Regions from separate parts of the Mus musculus genome. Here regions 1, 2, 3, 5, 6 and 7 are each linked to region 4. A link is a contact called in public ChIA-PET, HiChIP or PLAC-seq and promoter capture Hi-C data. All regions are on one chromosome and are shown on one strand. The core of a region is the stretch at or near the end of the contact, and the rest is flanking DNA. Distances in the headings are between cores, read along the strand shown. Region 1 holds the start of Furin (furin (paired basic amino acid cleaving enzyme)). Region 2 overlaps Slc28a1 (solute carrier family 28 (sodium-coupled nucleoside transporter), member 1). Region 3 holds the start of Slc28a1 (solute carrier family 28 (sodium-coupled nucleoside transporter), member 1). Region 4 overlaps Iqgap1 (IQ motif containing GTPase activating protein 1). Region 5 holds the start of Man2a2 (mannosidase 2, alpha 2). Region 6 has its middle 23 kb from the start of Gm44968. Region 7 holds the start of Unc45a (unc-45 myosin chaperone A).

Evidence for each region. Promoter capture Hi-C pulls out the DNA fragments that hold promoters and counts their contacts. ChIA-PET counts read pairs in DNA pulled down with a chosen protein or histone mark. HiChIP or PLAC-seq counts read pairs in DNA pulled down with a chosen protein or histone mark.
Region 1: an RNA polymerase II ChIA-PET map of memory CD8 T cells shows a contact between it and region 4, with 685 read pairs. The contact joins the promoter of Furin here to the enhancer-like site in region 4. A contact is called at or near these places in 2 of 39 promoter capture datasets (cranial neural crest and embryonic stem cells), 6 of 115 datasets of contacts at active chromatin or transcription factors (effector CD8 T cells, embryonic stem cells, memory CD8 T cells and 2 more) and 3 of 9 other capture datasets (adipose tissue, embryonic stem cells and liver).
Region 2: a contact with region 4 is called in an RNA polymerase II ChIA-PET map of memory CD8 T cells, with 52 read pairs. The contact joins two enhancer-like sites. A contact is called at or near these places in 1 of 15 datasets of contacts at CTCF or cohesin (the NIH/3T3 cell line), 1 of 484 Hi-C or Micro-C datasets (CD4 T cells), 8 of 115 datasets of contacts at active chromatin or transcription factors (bone marrow-derived macrophages, differentiating embryonic stem cells, embryonic stem cells and 4 more) and 1 of 9 other capture datasets (embryonic stem cells).
Region 3: a contact with region 4 is called in a promoter capture Hi-C map of liver, with 3 times the contacts expected there. The contact joins the promoter of Slc28a1 here to the enhancer-like site in region 4. A contact is called at or near these places in 1 of 39 promoter capture datasets (liver), 2 of 115 datasets of contacts at active chromatin or transcription factors (bone marrow-derived macrophages and double positive thymocytes) and 1 of 9 other capture datasets (embryonic stem cells).
Region 5: a contact with region 4 is called in an RNA polymerase II ChIA-PET map of memory CD8 T cells, with 3 times the contacts expected there. The contact joins the promoter of Man2a2 here to the enhancer-like site in region 4. A contact is called at or near these places in 7 of 39 promoter capture datasets (the C10 cell line, cranial neural crest, hematopoietic stem and progenitor cells and 4 more), 1 of 15 datasets of contacts at CTCF or cohesin (the NIH/3T3 cell line), 13 of 115 datasets of contacts at active chromatin or transcription factors (T-cell acute lymphoblastic leukemia, bone marrow-derived dendritic cells, double positive thymocytes and 7 more) and 1 of 9 other capture datasets (embryonic stem cells).
Region 6: a contact with region 4 is called in an H3K27ac HiChIP or PLAC-seq map of embryonic stem cells, with 5 read pairs. The contact joins two enhancer-like sites. A contact is called at or near these places in 1 of 15 datasets of contacts at CTCF or cohesin (the NIH/3T3 cell line) and 3 of 115 datasets of contacts at active chromatin or transcription factors (bone marrow-derived macrophages, embryonic stem cells and fibro-adipogenic progenitors).
Region 7: a contact with region 4 is called in an H3K27ac HiChIP or PLAC-seq map of thymic regulatory T cells, with 4 times the contacts expected there. The contact joins the promoter of Unc45a here to the enhancer-like site in region 4. A contact is called at or near these places in 2 of 39 promoter capture datasets (liver and pre-B cells), 5 of 115 datasets of contacts at active chromatin or transcription factors (bone marrow-derived macrophages, effector CD8 T cells, lineage negative bone marrow cells and 2 more) and 2 of 9 other capture datasets (adipose tissue and liver).

Annotation. Positions count from the first base shown.
Region 1 is chr7:80,401,520-80,404,505 of GRCm38.p6, forward strand. It overlaps Furin (furin (paired basic amino acid cleaving enzyme)), which reads right to left and starts at 1,293. Exons shown (of 16, transcript NM_011046.3): 1 at 1,011-1,293. Gm44851 (predicted gene 44851) reads left to right here and starts at 2,921. Exons shown (of 1, transcript NR_169037.1): 1 at 2,921-2,986.
Region 2 is chr7:81,153,710-81,156,514 of GRCm38.p6, forward strand. All of the region lies in intron 11 of Slc28a1 (solute carrier family 28 (sodium-coupled nucleoside transporter), member 1), which reads left to right. Among named protein-coding and RNA genes, the nearest start is that of Slc28a1, 40 kb to the left of the region's middle. Within about 2 kb of position 1,497, at least 81 of the 459 cell types and tissues checked have an H3K27ac peak or open chromatin away from gene starts, as enhancers often do. A contact at or near this core is called in bone marrow-derived macrophages, differentiating embryonic stem cells, memory CD8 T cells and 1 more, where this site is marked.
Region 3 is chr7:81,113,371-81,116,337 of GRCm38.p6, forward strand. It overlaps Slc28a1 (solute carrier family 28 (sodium-coupled nucleoside transporter), member 1), which reads left to right and starts at 1,429. Exons shown (of 18, transcript NM_001004184.3): 1 at 1,429-1,507; 2 at 2,153-2,264. The coding sequence starts at 2,169.
Region 4 is chr7:80,778,031-80,780,898 of GRCm38.p6, forward strand. All of the region lies in intron 2 of Iqgap1 (IQ motif containing GTPase activating protein 1), which reads right to left. Among named protein-coding and RNA genes, the nearest start is that of Iqgap1, 24 kb to the right of the region's middle. Within about 2 kb of position 1,406, at least 245 of the 459 cell types and tissues checked have an H3K27ac peak or open chromatin away from gene starts, as enhancers often do. A contact at or near this core is called in T-cell acute lymphoblastic leukemia, adipose tissue, bone marrow-derived dendritic cells and 13 more, where this site is marked.
Region 5 is chr7:80,370,111-80,372,949 of GRCm38.p6, forward strand. It overlaps Man2a2 (mannosidase 2, alpha 2), which reads right to left and starts at 1,265. Exons shown (of 24, transcript NM_172903.4): 1 at 992-1,265; 2 at 622-819.
Region 6 is chr7:81,181,597-81,184,296 of GRCm38.p6, forward strand. No RefSeq gene overlaps it. Among named protein-coding and RNA genes, the nearest start is that of Gm44968, 23 kb to the right of the region's middle. Within about 2 kb of position 1,420, at least 58 of the 459 cell types and tissues checked have an H3K27ac peak or open chromatin away from gene starts, as enhancers often do. A contact at or near this core is called in bone marrow-derived macrophages and embryonic stem cells, where this site is marked.
Region 7 is chr7:80,338,824-80,341,537 of GRCm38.p6, forward strand. It overlaps Unc45a (unc-45 myosin chaperone A), which reads right to left and starts at 1,396. Exons shown (of 20, transcript NM_133952.2): 1 at 1,246-1,396; 2 at 728-889; 3 at 491-527; 4 at 18-193. The coding sequence starts at 1,296.

The sequences.
Region 1 (2,986 bases), core at 43-2,542, 380 kb before region 4:
CTCTCTTTCCAGCAGAGACCCCAAGGCAGGTCCTGTTACAGGCACCTCCCAGGAAATTTTAACTCCTAGTCCCTGCTCAACTACTTACACAAGTCATTTCCACTCTCTGGGCCTCAGTTTCCTTGGTGGTTAAAAACTATTAGGACAGAGGCTTTCAAACTTTTTTTAAGCCATAGGATCCTCTTTTTAAAAAAATACAAATTTTAGATAGAAGCCCAAAACAGGAAACACACACCTAATCTGCTCGCCCACCCTCCTTTTCTATGTCCACACCTGGCCAGCAGCCACATGCCCTCACTGGGCCACATCACCTGCGTCGTCTTGGCACTTCCCAAGTCAGAGAGAATCCCAGTGCTTCAGAGAGATGAAAGTCCACTTCCCCTAGGCGCAAAGCCCTGGGGCGGTGGGAACGGCGGCACCGAGCAGACTAGTGTCTGCTGTCAGACCTGTATGGCAAGCAGGCCGCCCCTCGGCTAGCCACCCGATGGATGGGGGCAGCAGGGGCCTCGGCCAGGCCTCGGCAGGAGGCAGCCCGGAGCGAGCCTCCCCCAAGCCGGCCTGTGCGCGCACGCGAAATCCGCCCCCGACCGCTCCGGCCGTACAGGTGTGCCAGGCGGCCGAGGACCCCGTGCCCTCCCGGGAGCGCGCCCCACCAGGCGCAGGCCCCGGCCGCCGGGGCCACGGAGGACCGCGGGCAGGCGGGAGCACCCAGAGTCCGAGGAATGCTCTGCCTAGCCCGCCCCAGCAGGGGCCCCGCCGGCGCTTCCTGAGGTCATAGGGCTCGCCCCGGCCCCAGCGGAAAAGTACCGGCGCGGGCCCAAGCCCGGCGCTCAGGTGGGCTGCGCGGCTCCCGTCCTCCCGCCGCGGCGGCCGAGAATCCGCGACCAGAGCCCGGCGGCCGGCGAGGCCCGGGGCTGCGCCGCCCGGCTCCGCGCTCCCCCGCCCGCTCCGGGCCCGGTTCCCCAGCGCGCCGCCTCCCCGGCCCCGGGCCGCGCGCCCTCGCCGCTTACCCTGGGGAGCCCGGGCGGGGAAACTTTTCCGGACGAGCGCCGCGGCCGCTCGGGTACCCCTCGGCCGAGCACGGAGCCCGGCGGCGGGGGCCTGGCTCCGGCGGTCCCCGCGCCCGGCAGCGGCGTCACGGCGCGCAGGCGGGGAGGCGCGGCGGCGCGGCCTCGGCCCGGCCGGCGACCAGGGCAAGGCTCGGCCTGGGCTCGGGCGCGGGCGGGGGGCAGCGGCCCGGCCGCGGCGGCGCGGCTTGTTTACTCGGGCCGCTGTCACAGCGGCGGCGGCGGCGGCGGCGGCCCGGGCTCCTCCTCCTCCGCGCCGCGCCCCTCCCCCTCGCGGCGCCACCTCCGCGCTCGGCGGCCGCAGCCGGCCCGGCCCGTTCGCCGCCCGGGTCGGGTCAGGCCGGGCCCGGCCGGGCCCGGCCGGTGTTCAGAGAGCTCCACGCGGCGGGCCCTGCGTTCTCGGGGCGCCCTGTCTGCGGCTGCCAGCGGGGCGGGTAGGGAGCGTGGTCCCTGCGCGCCACCCCAGGCCCCTCGGTCCGCACCGCGTTAGGCTCTTGGCCCCGCAAACTCCCGGGCAGATGGTTTCGGAGACCCGGACTGGGAGCCCGCGGGCGAGATGGCGAGGGAAGGGCCGAGGGTCGGGGGGTTTGGGGAGAGTCCAAGCTGGCCCTGCCTTGCCCGAGGTTCCTGGGTCCCGAGTTTTGAGTTTGGGGATAGTCAAGGGAAGCGCCCTGGGATGGCGGACCTGGGGCAACTCCACTCTCAGGTCGGATCTCACAGCGGCAGGGCAGCCCTCGTGCCTCCAGTTAGAGGAGTCACAGTTTTATTTGCTTTTGTAGAGACAGGTGGATAAACAGAAATAGCCCACCTCCTTTTATGGTTTTTTTTTTTTCCCAATACTTTTTTTTCCCCCTGCAACAACGGAGAGCTAGGCACTGGGCCAATCAGTTCACCCTATCTTCTCCTTATGTACATTCCTTAATCCACATAATCCGCTCAGGATGACATTATTAATCCCACTTTACAGATAAGGAAACTGAGGCACACAAAGTTTAAATAATTTTCCTTAAGCTACACAACTTAGCAGGCCTCAGACTTGGCAGCGTTTCACTCCAAGCTACTTACAGTATACCAGCCAGAGCCCTTCCCTCCCTGGGTTCCTGCCCTAGAAAACGGCTGTGCTACTTGGCGGAAGGTTGACATTCTGCTCGAGCTGAGAAAGAAGAGGGGAACCGGGCCAAGATCTTCCCAGGCTGGGTTGTTCCAAGGTCGCCAGCGGCCTCTGCACATCCCTTCTTGCTCTCTGTGAGATAACCTGGCCACATGAGACTTTGCCTCAAAACCCTCAAAGTAGTACACATACACACATACACACGTATCATTTGTGTGGAAAGTCGTCCAGGAAAGTTGGGCTCAAATCCTTGCGGTACTATTTTGCATTATTTCGAACCTTAAATTCTCAGAGCCCCGATTTATCCCTCTGAAAATGGAGATGTGTATGAAGTTAACTGAATCTGTTATTTGAGCATCCGTTAAAACACTGCAGACATGGGGTCTCTAAAAGTCTGGTTCCTCCCAGATTGGGGGCTTTCCCTTAGAAGGAGCTAAGACCTGTGGGGACCACTGTGGGGTAGCCCCCACCAGCACCACCACATGCACATTTGGGAGAACAATACTCTTGTGGTGAGACTGAGGCAGGAAGTGAGTCAGAGATTTTCCTTAGGCTATGAGCAACATCACCCATTTAGGGGAAATAGGGACAGGGTTGGCCCTATCTAGCAAGGGAGTCCCCTAGTGCTCCTCCCAATTGTCCTGTGACCTGAAAGTTTACCTCAGAATGAAAGCCTCGTGGTTTCCCCCTTCCTTGGAGGCTGGCCCAGAGGAGTCTCCGTGGGCCTTTGGAGGGAAGAACTAGCCAGACCCCTGAAGGCTGCAACCCAGGCACAACTATCTTCTCCTGCCAGCCTTTCTGCCGCCTT
Region 2 (2,805 bases), core at 247-2,746, 380 kb after region 4:
TTTTTTTAATGGTTTTAGAGTTTTATTGTAGAAAGGCGGGGGGGGGGGGGAGAAGGTAGAAGGAGAGAGAGGCTGGCCATGGCCACTTGAAGAGAGGGGGAAGGGAGAGAGAAAAGGAGGGCTAAGAAATGTCAGAGCTTAAAGAGAGCTGGCTACACTTTTCAAATGGCCCCTGGGTCAGATTCCCAGAATTCCATTTACTAAGCTCATATTATGTATCAGGCACTATGCTGGGTGCTTTAATATCCCCGTTTTATAGATAAGCAAATTGAGGCTCAGAGAATAAATTAATGGTTAAAGCCAGGATCTGAACCCAGATCTGACTCCAAATTTCATGCTCAGTTTTCCATAGGCTTTCCCTGGGGATCTGCCCTCCTAAATGATGTATATCATAATCCTCTCATGGGCCAATCCAGTATTACAAATTGGACCCTAAATTCACATAGGCAGAGAAAAAATTTACTTGTGTGTGTGTATGTGTACACATTTTTTCTTTTTCTTTTTTTTCTTGAAATTATTTATTTATATTATTTATATTACTTTTTCTTGAAATTATTTATTTATTTTATGTATCTTACATACACTGTAGCTGTCTTCAGACACACCAAAAGAGGGCATCAGATCCCATTACAGATGGTTGTGAGCCACCATGCAGTTGCCAGGAATTGAACTCAGGATCTCTGGAAGAGCAGTCACTGCTCTTTACCACTAAGTCATCTCTCCAGCCCCAATTTCATTTTTTAAAAAGAGCTCAGGGGCTGGTGAGATGGCTCAGTGGGTAAGAGCACCTGACTGCTCTTCTGAAGGTCCAAAGTTCAAATCCCAGCAACCACATGGTGGCTTACAACCATCTGTAATGAGATCTGATGCCCTCTTCTGGGGTGTCTGAAGACAGCTACAGTGTACTTACATATAATAAAAATAAATTTTAAAATCTTTTAAAAAATAAAATAAAAAGAGCTGTAATCCTAGCACTTGGGAGGCATAGGCAGGAAGATCAGAAGTCCTTGGTCATTAACTATATGTAGAACTGAAGGCTATTTTGCCTCAAAAATCAAAGAAAAAAACCCTAAACATAGGAAATTTGAAACCCCAAACTTTGTTGGTAAAACGGTTTAATAGTGACATATATACACGCTACCTGCATATCTTAAGGTCTTTAAACATCTTAACTTTGCTCTGGGCCTTGTGATCTGTTTTAAAAATCACCCCGTGTTCTTTCTAGACACATGAGCTTTGCAGACACCTCTAGTCATTAACTGGGACTTAAAAGGCAAGGAGGTATCTTACCACACTAAAAGAAATAAAATAAAGCCAAAGGAGGTGGTGGCACACACCTTTGATTCCAGCTCTTGGGAGGCAGAGGTTGGCAGATCTCTGAGTTTGAGGCCAGTCTGATCTACAGAGGGAAAGCCCCAGGCGGCAGCCATAGCAGGGTCTGGGAAAGCACCTAACAGAGGGACCTTCCGCTCTACTTCTTCTGTCCCTGGCTGCAGAGAGGCTCTCTTCTGCCCCCTGCCGGGCCTTAGCTGTCACTGCCTTCCCAAGGAGCCTCCCAGGTTCTTTTCCTTTGTTTTGTACAGCTGGCTTTTAAACTCAGGACCCCATATATGCTAGGCAAGCCATTGAGCCACACTCCCAGTTCATGGTCTCTTTATTTCCAAAGCGTTTTTACTATATTGCTTGTGTATGAGCACAGGGGCACACGTGTCAGAGGCACGCTTGTGTGGGTAGGAGGGAGTCAGTTCTCTCCCTCCACCGTGGGTTCTGGGGATTGAACCAGGGCTTGTTATGACAAGTGCTCTTACCTACTGAGCCATCTCAATGGTCCCCTCAGTCCACAGATTTCTCTTTGTGGCTCAGCCTCTGACCCTTGGCCACATCCTTTCTATTGCAGGTATTTGGATAGTAGCAGGACCTGTCCAACACAGTAGCCATGAACTCCTGAGTACTTGAAACATGGGCAGTTTAAGATGAGGTGTCCAGTATTCTTTCTTCACTGCTCAAGAGCAAACCCAGGGCCTCAATCCCAAATGCTAGGCAAGCCCTGTACCACTGAGCTAAGTCCCCCCTTTTTTTCTTAATGTCTAACTAAGTTACTTAGACCGCCCTTGAACTGGTGACCTCCTGCTTCTGCCTCCCAAATAGTCAGTGTTACAGACTGGTACCCCCAGCCTGGCTTTCTTTGCACTTTTAAACATGTGACTGCTGGCCACAGTAACCGTGTTGGTGCTTTTCTGGGTGGTGTTACATGCTATGTAGGCCCATCACCTGGGAGGTAAAGAAGAAGGACCACAAACTTGAGGTCACCATCAACTGCATAGCAACGTTGAGGTTAGCCTGGGCTACACAAGACTGAATCTAAAGAATGTAGCAGGAGTGAAATTACAGATATGGTCTCTGTTGAGTTTGTATTGGACAGTGCCAGCCTAGGTCTTCTCTTTTGTCACACAGCACCAAGTGTCACTTGACTGAATCATTTCATTATGACCTCCACATACATTTCCAATTATGCTGTTGTTCCAAAGGCTCTAGGATAGATACCAACTTTCTCTGCAAATCCAAACAAGCTGGTCTCTCAGTGCAGAGGTCTTGAACCCAGGCTGGTCATGGTAACATTCAGGAGTTGGTCACTCATGTTTCCTATTGATTTGCCCCTCAAGGGAAACAAGGATTTGCAAGATCCTGTACTCAGGATCAAAGCGACTCTGTTGCTTAGTTTCCATATCTGTAAATGAACAGACGTACTGTTTACCTGGCCACAAAGGATAGATGAAAATGGTCAGAAAACACTTAGCATGGTGC
Region 3 (2,967 bases), core at 179-2,678, 340 kb after region 4:
TGTGTGTGTGTGTGTGTGTGTGTGTGTGTGTGTTTGTGTGCGCGCGCGCACGCACAAGAGGAGCCACTGAGAACAGAGGCATCAAAGCGGATAAGGTCCTTTCCCTTCATTGAGGCTGAGGGGGGCTCCTTCAGTATCTGCTCTGGCCCCATCCCAGTCTTGCTCAAGGTAAACATTTATCTTATGATCAAGGGGACCAGTGACCTGACAGTGGGTATTGTATCTCGAGATACAATATACGTATGTGTCCATGTGTGCGTATATGTATCTCCAGATACAATATACGTATGTATCCATGTGTGTGTATATGTATCTCCAGATACAATATAGGTATGTGTCCATGTGTGTGTATATGTATCTCCAGATACAATATAGGTATGTGTCCATGTGTATGTGTGTGTATATGTATATTCAGATAAGCAAGTTGTGAAAACCCTGCAACAGTACAATTTCCTATTGGAAAATGAATAACAAAATAGTGTATACTTAAGGGGAAATAAGAAAAATTCTTAGGCTCTGTATATTTCTATAACACCTTCATGCTTCATTCCGCATGACCAGGGGTGTGGAGATGCACACCTGGAATCCCAGTATTGGACATGTGGAGGCCAGAGGATTGGGTGTTTAGGGCTAACTTCGGCTACATAGCAGGTTCAAAGTCAGGCTGGGTTAGATGAGACGATATTCTCCTAACCCCAATAGAAACAGATAGTTTCTAAGAACAGGGGGTACCACTTATGTCCAGCCTCTTCTTTTCCATTTTTCCAAAACAGCCAGTGTATGCCTCTGTGTGAGGCATCTTTTGTATCATAAAAGATAATTAATTATTAAAGAGTGTGCATCATCAATTATTAAATCCTGTCAGGTAAGTTTAAATTTAGTTTGAAGACTGTAGATGAAAGTGTTGTCCCCCAACTTTGCACGTGTAACTCGGGTGTCACTCTAGGAAGAAAGGGGAGAAGGAAATGGTGTGATTTTGGCTTGTTTCTGCGACTGTGTGATGCTTAGCCCCGAGCCACCACCTGTTTGTGATAAAGACAGCGCTTTCAATATCTTCTAGTTTTGGAAAACGAGTCGCCGATACTGTGAGAAAAGGAGGCTGAGCCACAACACGAAGACACATTTCCAGGATGCTGACAGAAAGAGGAGGGAGAGAGTAACCAAGGTGGCTTCCCAAAGGAGGCGTCCTGGAGCAAGGCCAGGAAGAGGTTGGTTTGGGAAAGGGCAGCAGACAGAGGGCAGGACCACAGAGGACCCGGCTTGAGTGAGCCAGGCTACCCCATCATGCTTTTTCTGAAACAGGCTGGGGTCCCCGCCCCTGCGGTGGCCCTGAGCTCTGGGGAAGCCCAACCTACTTCAGTTTTGGACTCTGCCCAGGAATTTCCACAGAAGTGAACAGGCCAAAGCCCAAGCAGGTTGGACCCAGCCCTCCCACAGCAACCTGTGCTTCAGTCAGTCAGTTCTTAACAGTCAATCCCTCCTGACGCTGCCTTCTCACTACAAATCTGTGAGTAGTGTGGGCTCCTCTCCTCTCCGTACAGCAGTGAATGCGAGTGCCCAGGTAGCAGGCATCCCCCAGCCCTGGCTGCATGCTCCACATGCCCTCTGAGGGTCTGTGTCTGGGGAAGATCTGCTTAGCCAGCTGCTGTTGAGTAGGGAAGGCCTAAGGTGTGGGCAAGAGAGGGACCGCAGTGGGGAAACGGGAGTTTGGGCTCTCATTTGCAGGTGAGCTAACATCTAAAAGCAGCTTCACTGAGAATGAGGAATGTTCGGTTTTGAGTGGAACAGTCCTGGGTAGCGCTGGCTTCAAGATGGATGAAATGAGCACTTCCTCCCCTGCCAATGATTTTCACCGGTTGTAGGAAGTAAAGATAACTAAGGGCTCTTTTCTGAGCCGTGCCCACACCAGTGCCTACGCCATCCCCTCTTTCCCTTCCTGGTGACTGGTGACTAAGGGACAGTTCACTGTTGGAGCTTACAAGGACTTGCATCTCCCAGGATCAGGAGAGAGGGCAGAAAGGGTGTCTCTCCCACTCTCCCCTTCTCTCTCCCTCTCCCTTTCCCCTCCCCCTCGCCCTCCCTCTCTGGTTCCTTTTCTCTCTCCTGGCCCTCCTTTCGGCTGTGGACCCTCTGTGACATCTTTGTCTTTCAGCTGAAGAGCCTAGCACATGGCAGACGACACACCGAGGCAACGAGAGTCCATTTCCCTCACACCTGTGGCCCATGGCCTGGAGAACATGGGGGCCGAGTTCCTGGAAATAATGGTCTGTCCTCTTCCCCTATAGCACCTCCTCAGCCTGACTGGCATCTCACAGGGGTGTGGGGTGGTGTGGGGCTCAGCTTGATTGGCATCTCACTAGGTGGGGTGGCTCAGTTTGACTAGCAGCTCATAGTGGGAGGGCCCCTCAGCTTGACTGGCAGCTATGGGCTGGGGGACTGTGTGTTTCACTCTGTGCTCTGAGCTCTGCTTGTGTAGTACCTCCCCAGCACAAAGCACCCCCTTTATTTCACCCCTTAAACATGTTCTGAGTACCCACTGTGTGATGTACCCACTGTGTGCTGTCAGCAAAGGTCCCAGGAGGGAAGAACATCTGGTCTACAAGATGAGAGGGGAAGCAGATGATGGGGTGGGGTGTCCTTGGCATTTAAAGAACTTGCCATCTTGTCTTGGCTCCCCAAAGGCCAAGCAGAGGACTGAAAAGCTTGACATGATACCTTCTGCCCTCCCTCCCTTCCCTAACAAGGCTCCCTCTTCTTTACCAAGTGCCCCCTAGCCCCCTACTTGGACAGTGCAGTAAGAAGTGCCCTGGAGTCATGCAGTGGGGCGGGCCTGCCTGGGATCTTCCTTAAGGGTTTCCTTCGGGTCTCCAGGAAGCCAGAGTGAAATGCTGAGGCAGGATATGTCTGTACATAGTAGATGCTCAATGCATGCATTGAAGAATTTAATTAAGAGGCACCCCATTTCCC
Region 4 (2,868 bases), core at 156-2,655:
GCAACCTGGGCTACACAGAGACCCTGGGGAGAGGAAGGGAGAAGAGGGAGAGAACAAAAGAGAGAGGGGGGAGAAGGGGGAGGATAGAGTAAATTAGCTCAGCTGGCCTTCCTGAGGCCCTGTGATCGGAACCTAGCTGTCTTCATTGAGACTGCCTTTTAGGTGAAGGCTGCTGGCCCGCCACCTGGACAGACACTATCATGGCGAGTGTCTAAGATGTCGCTTCCATAGATGTATGAGTTGATAAGAGACACGACATACAGAAAGGGGGGTACAAGAAGTGGGGAAGGAGTGGGGATCAGTCCAGGATGGGGGGAAATCCAGGGCCAGGGTTGTGTGTGTTCAGTCATTGTGAGGAAGATGTAGGCGTGCCTACAAGAAAAGAACAAAGATGGAGGACTCAATAAAGAAAGCAGGCCTGGGAAGAGTGGAGGTGACAACAGCTAAGATAGGAACATGCCCTACCCTACCTGAGCAAAGAGGGAAGGAAGCAAGAGTAAGCAAGAATGACACGATATCTGACCCCACTGGACTTCCGTTTCCCGTCTGTAACACGGACAGGAGCAACACCTAACACCTCCTAAAGTTGGTGTGAGGAGTGGAGGTCATACACACTAAGAGCTAGGAGGGAAGTAGTTAGTTAGCTATATATCCGTGTGTGTGTTGGGGGGGGGTAATAAGTCAGTTAGCTATATATGTGTGTGTGTGTGGTAATAAGTTAGTTAGCTATATATCCATGTGGTGTGTGTTTGTGTTTGTGTGTGTGTGTGTGTGTGTGTGTGTGTGTGTGTGTGTGGTAATAAATTAGTGGTGGCGCACGCCTTTAATCCCAGCATTTGGGAGGCAGAGGCAGGCAGATTTCTGAGTTCGAGGCCAGCCTGGTCTACAGAGTGAGTTCCAGGACAGCCAGGGCTACACAGAGAAACCCTGTCTCTAAAAACAAAAACAAAACAAAACAAAAAAAAGTAAGTTAGCTATATATCTGTGTGGGGTGTGTGTGTGTGTGTTAATAAGTAAGTTAGCTATATATTCGTGTGTGGGATGTGCGTGTGAGGGGGGGGAGGGGAGAGAGAGAGAGAGAGAGAGAGAGAGAGAGAGAGAGAGAGAGAGAGAGAATGTAAGACTGCTCAATTCCCAGAAATAAATCTTCTAGAGGCGGAGCTCCGTGGTTACATAATACTTGTCTACCTGGTCCTACTGATAACATTTTTCAGTTCTTGGCCCTACCCATTCTGCCACCAGGGAAACAAAGCCGTGCCTATCCCAGAACGCTACAGTGGCAAGGCTAAAACAAGCCCGGACCAAGAGCATACATATGCAGAAAAGCATCAGGGTGGGAATCTGAATTAGGGGTCTGTGAAGAGGAAACCAGTGGAACAAGTTCTGCAGAGCACATGACTTCAGTGGTTTCCCCGCTCTGTGCAATACAGAAGGGGAACCGACCAATGCCGGAACTGGCTGCCCCAACCGCTGAGAATCAGTTCCTCCAGGAGCAGAAACTCAAGCTGCCACACCCATCCTGCCCAGTGGAACTCCAGGCCAGGATTACCCTATGCTAGAAACCTCCCAAATATGGTCAGCTAGTCCTATACTGGGGATTCCATTAAACCACCCTTACACGCAACCCCTGGGTGTGCAAGCGGCCTGAGGAAATCGACAGTGTGTGCCAGGTACAGGCCAGGGAGAAAACCAGCAAGCCGAAGACAGCAAGCACTGTGTGTCACAGGAGGCTCCCTGGGCAGCCCGCTTCCCAGGGAAAGCCTTTGGGGTTGAGGGGACCAGAAAAGGGGTTTCATAGGAAGAAACAGGTCAGGCTGAAGGAGACAAAGAAAATGTGCAAACTCTTTGCGTATTTGAAACAGGAATGAAGGGATAAAATTTGATTTAATGTCGGGTGTGGTGTCAAACACCTGTAATTCCAGCACTGGGAGGTAGGGAAAAAGGGCTTGGGAGTCCAAGGTCACCCTTAGCTACAAGCCAAACTACCTGAGCCAGTCTTTAAAAAAAAACAAAAAACTTTGAACTTTGATTTTAAAAGATTATTCTGAGCAGTAGGAATAAAAAGAAGGGGCCTGCAGAGGAGAAGGCATGAGATGAAAGAAAATTCTACAGTAGTGAGGGGAAAACACAAAAGCTTGTTTCCAGGCTAACGAGCAAAATGAGAACTCTGGATGGCATCTATACTTTTTTTGGTTTTTTGAGATAGAGTTTCTCTGTATAGCCCAGGCTGTCCTGGAACTCACTCTGTAGACCTGGCTGGCCTCGAACTCAGAAATCCACCTGCCTCTGCCTCCCGAGTGCTGGGATTAAAGGCGTGTGCCACCACTTTGCTCAGCGAGCAAATGATTTTATTAAGAGCTGGATCAGAAAAGGTGTCTCTCATAGCAACGGGTCCTCTGTCTGACTGGGTTGGTAAAAACTAACAATTCACTGAATATTACAAATGAATTTTATGTCATCTAAGTTAAAGTCTACAAATCTTTTTTTTCATTGAATTTATTTATTTGTTTATGTGTGTGCCACAGAGTATGTGCGGAGGTCAGAGGACAACTTGCAAGAGGAGGTTCCAGGGACTGAACTCAAGTGTCGGGCTTAGCGGCAAGGCAAGCAAAGCACCTTTACCCACTGAGCCAACTTCCAGAATGTTTCATTTTAAATAATTAAAAACGAAAACAAAAACAAAAACGGAAACTGAATGAAACCTAGACAATAGCTAAGTGTCTGCAACTCTAGATCAGTTATTGTAGCTGTGACCCGGGGCTCAGTGGAGGGAGCTTACCTAAAGTCACCCCAAGAACTCTTCCCAAAAAGGGAGAGTGGATAAAAAGGATAAGCAGCTCCTATAGGAGAGAGAAAACAGGCTCCCAT
Region 5 (2,839 bases), core at 15-2,514, 410 kb before region 4:
TTGCCGCATGTTTTCTGTGACGTACATGCACATAAATAAATGTAACACATTACAAACAAACAAACAGGGATAACAGAGCCCCAACTCTGACCCACACTTCATTACACAACCACTGATTGCAAACAGCTTGCTCAGGACTCTGAGAAGGCTCTCCCAAGCCACGTGTTTCCTCCCTTCAGATGTATACATAAATACAAGAGGTTTTATTTTGTTTGATTTAGGGGTACAATCACCAGCTGGAGAGACAGACAACCCCCCCACACACACACACTCACACCCTGCCTCCCCTGTGACCTCCTGGGGCTGACTGGAACTCAGCAGAAACAGTGCCTGGCCCAGATCCTATCTCAGAGAATACAGAATGGATTTCTTTTAAGAGAAAAAGAAATGCCCATGTTTCTAACGCAACCCAGTTCTAGGATTGTCCCCATCAGTACTGATTCCTGCTGTGCAAAACTTCCAGTCCTGGCTTCCAGAGTGCTTTAAAGGGACTCTTAGGAAGCTAGCGGCGAGACTGATAAAGTCCCCAGGGTAGCGGAAGCCAGGCACAGCGGCTCCGAAACGGGGCAACTCGAGACGACCCACAGTGCCTGCCGCCACCGCCCGCGAGTCCCCACTTGCCTGCCGGAGGAGGGAGGACGCTAGCTGCTGAACGCGCGTGGGCGGGACCGCTCTCTGGAGTCTGCTCTTCGGGCCCTGGTGCTGAAAAGCTCAGTCACCTCAGCCTGCGTCCTACTTAATGCGATCTGATTCCGCTCAGGAGCCTCCGGGCAATATTTTTAGTCCCTGGAGATTGGGTCCGGGCCAAAGAGGGCGGAGCTAGGGAGCAGGAGCTGGGTCACCGTGGGGCAATTACCTGCCGAGATGTAACCCCCCTCCTCCGGCCCGCCCAGCCCCCCTCCGGCCCTCGGGGCTCAACCGGCACCCGGGGGCCGCAACGCTCGCGGCCTGCAGGCTGGAGTCCTCGCCCACGCCCCGCCTGGCCCGTTACCGTACGCGGCCGGCCTCCGCGCCGCTCGGGACCCGGCCGGCCGAGCCGCCACTGCTCGCATCCCGGGGGACCGCGGCCCGCGCGCGGGCAGTTGCGCAGGCTAAGAGGGACGCCTGGCCACCCACCGCCCCTGCTCGGCCCCGCAGCCGCGCTCCCGCGGGGGCCAGGGCCGCTGCGCGCTCCCTGCGCTCGCCCCGCGCCTGTGCTCCCGCGCTCCCGCCTCCACGGGGCCGAGCGGTGCGCCCGGCAGGAGGAGGGGCGCGGGGGACCGCGCGCAGCGTCCCCTAGTGCCGGGTCCCGCCGCTGCCTCGCCCCCCGCCGGGTTCCGCAGCGCCCCCTGGCACCCGACTCGGTCGCCTCCCGCTGGGTCGGTGCCGGGGTCCGCTATGGCTGCGGGGCGGCTGTGCGCAGCCGTTGACCCGGCAGGGCGGGAGTGGCGGAACCCCAGCAAGGTCGCGCCACTGTTTCTTGTTGTGTTTTTGTTTTTTTTGTTTTTGTTTTTGTTTTTTCTCTTGGTCTTCCAAGAGTAAGATTTAGGCAGGAGCAGAAAGGGCAAAACCGTGCGGTGCTTCGTGGCCTCCCTGCCTGGCTCAATAGTGATGTTTCTTAGTCAAAGGAATAGTGCCTCCCTCTAGGTTTTGTGAGTTCCGGGTGGCTCTGGGTTTCCTGACACTAAGGGCGAAATGCATATCATCCGGTTAAAGGTTTATTGAGCATCCATGTTTCCAATTTACAGCGTAAGATACCATACTGCAATGAACATCTCCACAAATTCCACACTTTTCTTCCTTTTAAGATTAATATTTGGATGGATGTAGGAGCCCGTGCTTAGTCCCAGCACCTGGAAGGCAGAGGCAGGGAGATCTCTGAATTCGAGGCCAGTCTGTTTTACATTTTGAGTTCCGGGACAGCCATAGCTACTTGGGGGGGGGGGGGGGGGAGATTGCTTGCTAGATCGTAGTGGCACACACCTATAAATCCTCCTGTCTCAGATTGACACAAATTCGAAGCTATCTTGGACTACACATTTGCAATCCTGTTTCAAAAGAAAAAAAGATTGCTAAAATTACTGCCTGAAACTGAGCTGGCCCACTAAAAGTCCAGCTCTTGGGAAGTTGAGGCTAGAGGATCCCAGCAAACGGACACTAGCCTGGACTACGTAGCAAAACAAATATTACTCTCTGTTGTAGACTACCCCTAACCCCAGGTTCACATCTTGAAGTTCTGTCCCCAGATTTGACCATATCGGGAGGTGGGGCTTTGATAAGATTAAGATTAGCTCATGAAGGCAGAGCCCTTAGAAAGCAGATTATCCTGTCCTTATAAAAACATCCCAGAACCCAGGTCCTCAGCAGTCAAGAAACAGAGATAAGGCAGATCTTGGTGAGTCCCAGGCCAGCCTGGGCAGCATGGTGAGACCCTGTCTCAAAATAAAAATAATAGCAACCCAGAAGCCAGTGAGGTGGCTCAGTGGGTAAAGATGCCACCAAGCCTGATGACCTGAGTGTGATCTTCAGAGTCCACGTGGTGGAAGGAAAGACTCCTCTGATCTCCTACATATGTGCCACAGTGACTGCAAACACACACACACCACACACACACACAGAGAGAGAGAGAGAGAGAGAGAGAGAGAGAGAGAGAGAGAGAGAGAGAGAGAGAGAAGGAATCAAGCAGTTTGTAACTACAGTGGCCTCCAAGAAGGAAGAGAGCCTACATGCTACGGAAACAGGAAAAAGGGGTGGGGGAGCTGGACAGGTGGCTCAGTGGTTAGAGCACTGGCTGTTCTTCCAGAGGTCCCCAGTTCAATTTCCAGCAACCACACGGTGGCTCACAACCATCTGTAATGGA
Region 6 (2,700 bases), core at 170-2,669, 400 kb after region 4:
AGCCTTTAAATTCCAAGATCAGATCTAGCATCTGGTGATGGTGAGGTTTTCAAACATAGCCATCCTGCTGTGTCCTCGAAGGGTGGGGAAAGCCTGTGATCTAACTCACCCAGGCCTCTTATGAGGATACTAAGCTATTCACGGAGGGTCTGCTTTCATTATATAACCTCTGCCCAGAGGCCCTACTCCCTGATACGACCACCTGGAGCATGAAATTCAGTCTAGCACACAGTGAAGCCTGGCATTAACAATGTGGGGGCTGGGGCCCATGGGAACTCTGGATTGTTTGAACAACCCCTTTTTGTAAATCTAAACTTGTAAAATGTAAAAGCTTACTTTATTGAATCTTTTTATTTTTTTATTTTGTTGTGTGGATACACACCCGCCATGTCAGGGGCATGCAGGTCAGAGGACATCTTGCAGGGGCTGGTTCTCTCCTTCTACCACGTGAGTCTCAGGGATCAAACTCCCTTCGCCAGGTGTGTTGGCAGGCACCTTCATGGGCTGAGCATCTTGCTGGCATCTATGTTCTTTTTTTTTTTTTTTAAGATTTATTTATGTATTTTATGTATATGATGAGTACACTGACACTGTCTTCAGACACACCAGAAGAGGGCATCAGCTTCTGTTACAGATAGTTGTGGGAATTGAACTCAGGACCTCTGGAAGAGAAGTCCGTGCTCTTAACCGCTGAACCATCATCTCTTTAACCCTATTTAATGTTCTTGAGAGAATCACACTGTGCGTGTGTTCAGACTGGCTTCAAACTCAACTCTTTTGTCTTGGCTTCCTGAGTGCTGGGATTGCAGCTGTGTGCCACCACACCAAGCTCCTAAAAGTCTATTTTGAAATTGTCATGGAAGAGAATCATGTGTGGACAACTTATAATTTAGCCTGGAGTCTCTCCGACCTTGACAATGATGCTCCAGGTCCGCACTGGTGTCTTTCTGTCTTCTTCCTATGGCTCCATTCTCACCGATGCTTCTCCTCACTAACTCCAGCTCATGCCTTCGGATGAATGGGAATGAGACCTGACCTCTTTCCAACCATGTGGTAAGCATCATCGGCACGAGTTACCATGACTCACAGCTAGTGAGACCCAAGTTTTTAGATGGGACCTTAAGCATCATTTTGAGGGTGACCACACCCCCGACTCCCAGTACTTCTGAGAACTTTACACCCATGACATGGCGGGTGTCTGTCACCATATTTTGTTTGGGGTTTTGCTTTGTATTTTAACTGTAAGATTCCTCTCATAAGAGTGATTCACTGATCAAACAGGACCAGTGCCTGACCTGGGAAGAGCCAAGTCCATATTTTTGCCAATGGCCTTTCAGATTCATGAAAAAGAATATGAATTATAAAACCCAGAGACTGAGAGCTCAGAGCTGAGTCACCAGCACGGGGCTGTCTGTGAGCTGAGCTCACCCCTGCCCTCCCTGCAGCTTGCTTGTTCAGCTTTGCTTTGAGGCTGACGAGAGCTGAATTGTTGACTGAGTTTTGGTTTTGAGACAGGGTCTCCCAGTATGTACAGACTGGAAGGCTGAATTCTTTCCAGAAGTTTCCTTTAACCCCAGCAAATGGAAGAAAACTTCTCTCTTTGTAATGAGAGGACACTGTTAAAGGGCTCACTTAGGCAGCCTTCTCTGGCAGTGCTGGACTCACATGGCTATTTATTCTTTGCTTAAATCCCACCAAAGACAAGACCCTCTCAGTGAGAGCCATTCTGCACTGGAGAATTCTGCATCTTAGACCTTCTTGGGTTTGGTTTTACATCACAAAGAGTTCTGATCTGGTTTGATCTGGTTTGCTCTTCTAGCTTGTTCAAGCTCCCCTCCTGGCTGTAACTTTGATGTTCTTTTTCTCTAGTTACCAAAGTAATGTTTTGTTGATTGATTTTATTTATTCATTAAAGGTTTATTTATTTATTTATTTATTTATTTATTTAATGTACATGAGTACACTGTCCCTTTCTTCAGACACACCAGAAGAGGGCATCAGATCCTATTACAATTGGTTGTGAGCCACCGTGTGGTTGCTGGGAATTGAACTCAGGACCTCTGAAAGAACAGTCAGTGCTCTTATCCACTGAGCCATCTCTCCAGCCCTTTTTTGTTAATTTTAAAAAGCCAAATCTTATAGATACCCCTGTTTTATTTGTTTGTTTGTTTGTTTATCTATCTTTTGAAACAGGGTCTCATTCTGACCAGGTACTTATTAGGTAGAACAAGCTGTCCTCAAAGTCAGGGATATCCTCCTGTCTCAGCCTGCCCAGTATTTGGATTGCAGCCCTCTACCATCATACCTGCCTCTTATAGATGTAAGAATATTCTAGTTTCATGATAATTCTTTGACAATTTTTGTACAATTTTTTAAATTTTAAATTAAAAATTACTTTGATCTGTTTATCTACATGAGGGTGAGTGTATGGGCATATGTGGAGGTCAGAGGGCAACTTGCAGAAGACAGTTCTCTTCTTCCACCATGGGATCAAACTTAAGTCTTCAGGCTTGGCAGCAAGCAAAGTTTAGCCATCTTGTCAATGAGTCCTCATCAACTGTTTAAAGATGGTGGCCATCTAGGGTCCCCCTCTTGGAGGCCAAGACCTTTAGTTCTTTCAATTGTTCATCAAGTAACTCACAGCAAAGTTGCAGAAATCCCCCAGACCTGATTTTAACTATTCTGTATCCCAACACAGGC
Region 7 (2,714 bases), core at 146-2,645, 440 kb before region 4:
TTGGTACCTTCACATACCTTCTCCTGAATCTGGCCCCCAATGTTCCTCAGCGACTCCTGGAAAACTTTGTTCTTGGGTTCTAGGCTCACACATCTCTTCAGGTCAAGGACAGCCTGGTCCAGGCGGCCCAGCTTCTCTAGGGCTTGGCTTCGGCGATAGAGTGCTTTGACATCCCCACCGTCCTTTTCAATGGCTGAGCACAAACAGGAACTCTATCAGCACCCAGGAGGCCACCGTCTCCAGGCAAGAGCAGTAGGGATAGATCTCGAGGGCCAAAGGAAGATAGGGGTACGAATGTGGAGCTCGGTGCTTCAGCCTCAGAAAAGGTGAGGGCGGCTGCAGAAAAGGAAAGGCCGAAGAAGTGGGAAAGCAAGTAGAAAGACGAGTGACTGGGTCCAGAGGAGGAGAAAGGGATGGCTCGGTGGCCCCAGAGTCCTTTCCCACCACAGAAGACCCCATTGCTCCATATGAGGACCCACACCCACCCTACCTTTAGACGCCTCTGATTCTGCTTTGCTGTAATCTTCCTGTAAGAGAAAGATCAGGAGCCTGAGAGTGGCAATGGCACCCTTGTTTTGCTGAACCACCTGATCCCCCACTACCCACGCCTAAAGACCTCTGGCAATCGTGCGTGGCTAGGAAATGCCCAACTGGTGCACAAACAGCAGCGGCTATGGGCAATCCCAGGCCCAGGTAGAACCAGGTTAGAGCAACCCGATCCCCTCACCAGCTTGAGGTGGCAAGCAGCCCTGTTTCGGTGCAAAATGGCCTGGTCCTGGGGCGTCGCGCCGAGACTCAGGGCCTGTGTGTAGGCGGTCAGGGCGCCCTCGTAATCCCCGCATTTGAACAGCTCGTTGCCCTCCTTCCGCAGCTGCTCGGCTGAGCTGGCCTGGAGAGAGAGAGAGAGAGAGAGAGAGAGAGAGAGAGAGAGAGAGAGAGAGAGAGAGAGAGAGAGAGAGAGAGAGAGGGAGAGAGAGAGAGAGAGAGAGAGAGAGAGAGAGAGAGAGAGAGAGAGAGAGAGAGAGAAGAGAGAGAGAGAGAGAGAGAGAGAGAGAAGAGAGAGAGAGAGAGAGAGAGAGAGAGAGAGAGAGAGAGAGAGAGAGAAAGGCGTTGGGCAGAGCAGCGCGCCTGGGAGAAGAGCCGGGTCTTGGCCGAGTCCCGTGAAGGGCTAGAATAAGGTGACGGCGACCAGGTGCGAAGGCGCATGTGTGAAAGGGGAGATGGCACAGGAGAATCAGTACGCACCCCGGGGTCGGAAGGTCGGGGCTCGGGGGTCTCCGGGCCACTCACAGTCATCACGAAGCTAAGCTCCAAGAGCCAGTGCAGGCGCAGTCTTTAGAGCAAAGGTGTCCCTGGGATCCGCGAGATGCCGGCGACTGCCCCGCCCCAGCAATGCGTCAGTGTTACGCTAAACAAGGCGAGGCCAAGAAGTGGTTGGGTCTGTGCAAGGGCGGGGTACTCGCGTTGCGCAGGCGCAGGCTCAGGCTCAGGGCTGCTTCACGAGCGCCTAGTCTGTTCCCACTGGAACCTGTAGAGGGCGCGCGGAAGAGGCTCTAAAGGAAAGGCGGCGGCAGCCGCTGGAGTTTTGTTTTTCTCTCCGTCCCCGACCACGGCAGAAGTGCACGAAATCTGTAGTCATCAGTGCCATCAGCAGTAGAGTGTAGATGCCCAGTGCTAGGAGCGGGCCTGGACCCCTGGGGAGACAGGAGAGACTCAAGGTTGTCTACTGGCTGCTACAAGTCAGGGTTTGCAGAGCCCAGAGTCCCACGAGAGCAGGGGATAAATACAGATGCATACACATATTTTGCATACAAATCTGGGAGCTCGCAAGTACCTTGAAGACAAACGCGGCAGATTCAGAATTAAACCTCCTACTACAATGTGTCCAAGATTAACAAATCCTCTTTATTAACACCGTCCAAACCCCTTAAGACAAAGCAGCTTCTGTTACTTGTTTTCATTTACAGCATTGGTTGTAATTATGATTTAGTGACTTCCTCTCCACTAATCTGGAAGCTACAAGTCTCCCACTGCAGAATTCAAGGACAGTGCCCAAGACACGGGAGCACTCTGCCAGTGTTCTGCGAATCCGGGACTAGAGTTCTTACCTGAGGATGGGTGGTGGCTGAAGCGAAGACAAGTTAACTTGGTACAGGGCCTCAAATTCATCCAGGGTACAGCAGGAACCCCCGGCAGCCTGCAGGTGGCAACAGTAGGCTTCCTCGGGAGTGTCAGAGAGGCGCGGACAGAAAAAACCAGGGTAGTGGCCGCCTTCTGCATCCCGTGTAGTCTGGCACAAATGGGGGTGGTGAGCCAGGGCTGGAGAGAAGCAAGACGTCTATAGAGAAGGGAGGTTACCCACATCCCCTTCACCCTGCTCAAAGTGCAAAATGGGGTCCAAGTCCCAAAGAGAAGAGAAGAGGAGGCTCTCTCCACCCCTCACCATCAGATCTCCCGTACCCCAAGTCACCCTCAGAGGATAGGGAAAGTATTATACCTGAGAGGTCGGTTGGCTGGGCAAGATTCATCCAACTGAAAAGCAGTCCCCCACACAGGCCTGTCAGCAGGAGCCCTGGACCTCTCCCCTGGAGGCCCATAAGAAGTCGCCTCCACCTCAGTCGTAGTCCTAGGAATCCAACAGGGGTTCTAAGCCCTGGCTACAGACAAGAAGGAAGCTGAAATTAAAGTCCCAAGATTTGCAGGGGTGAAAACTC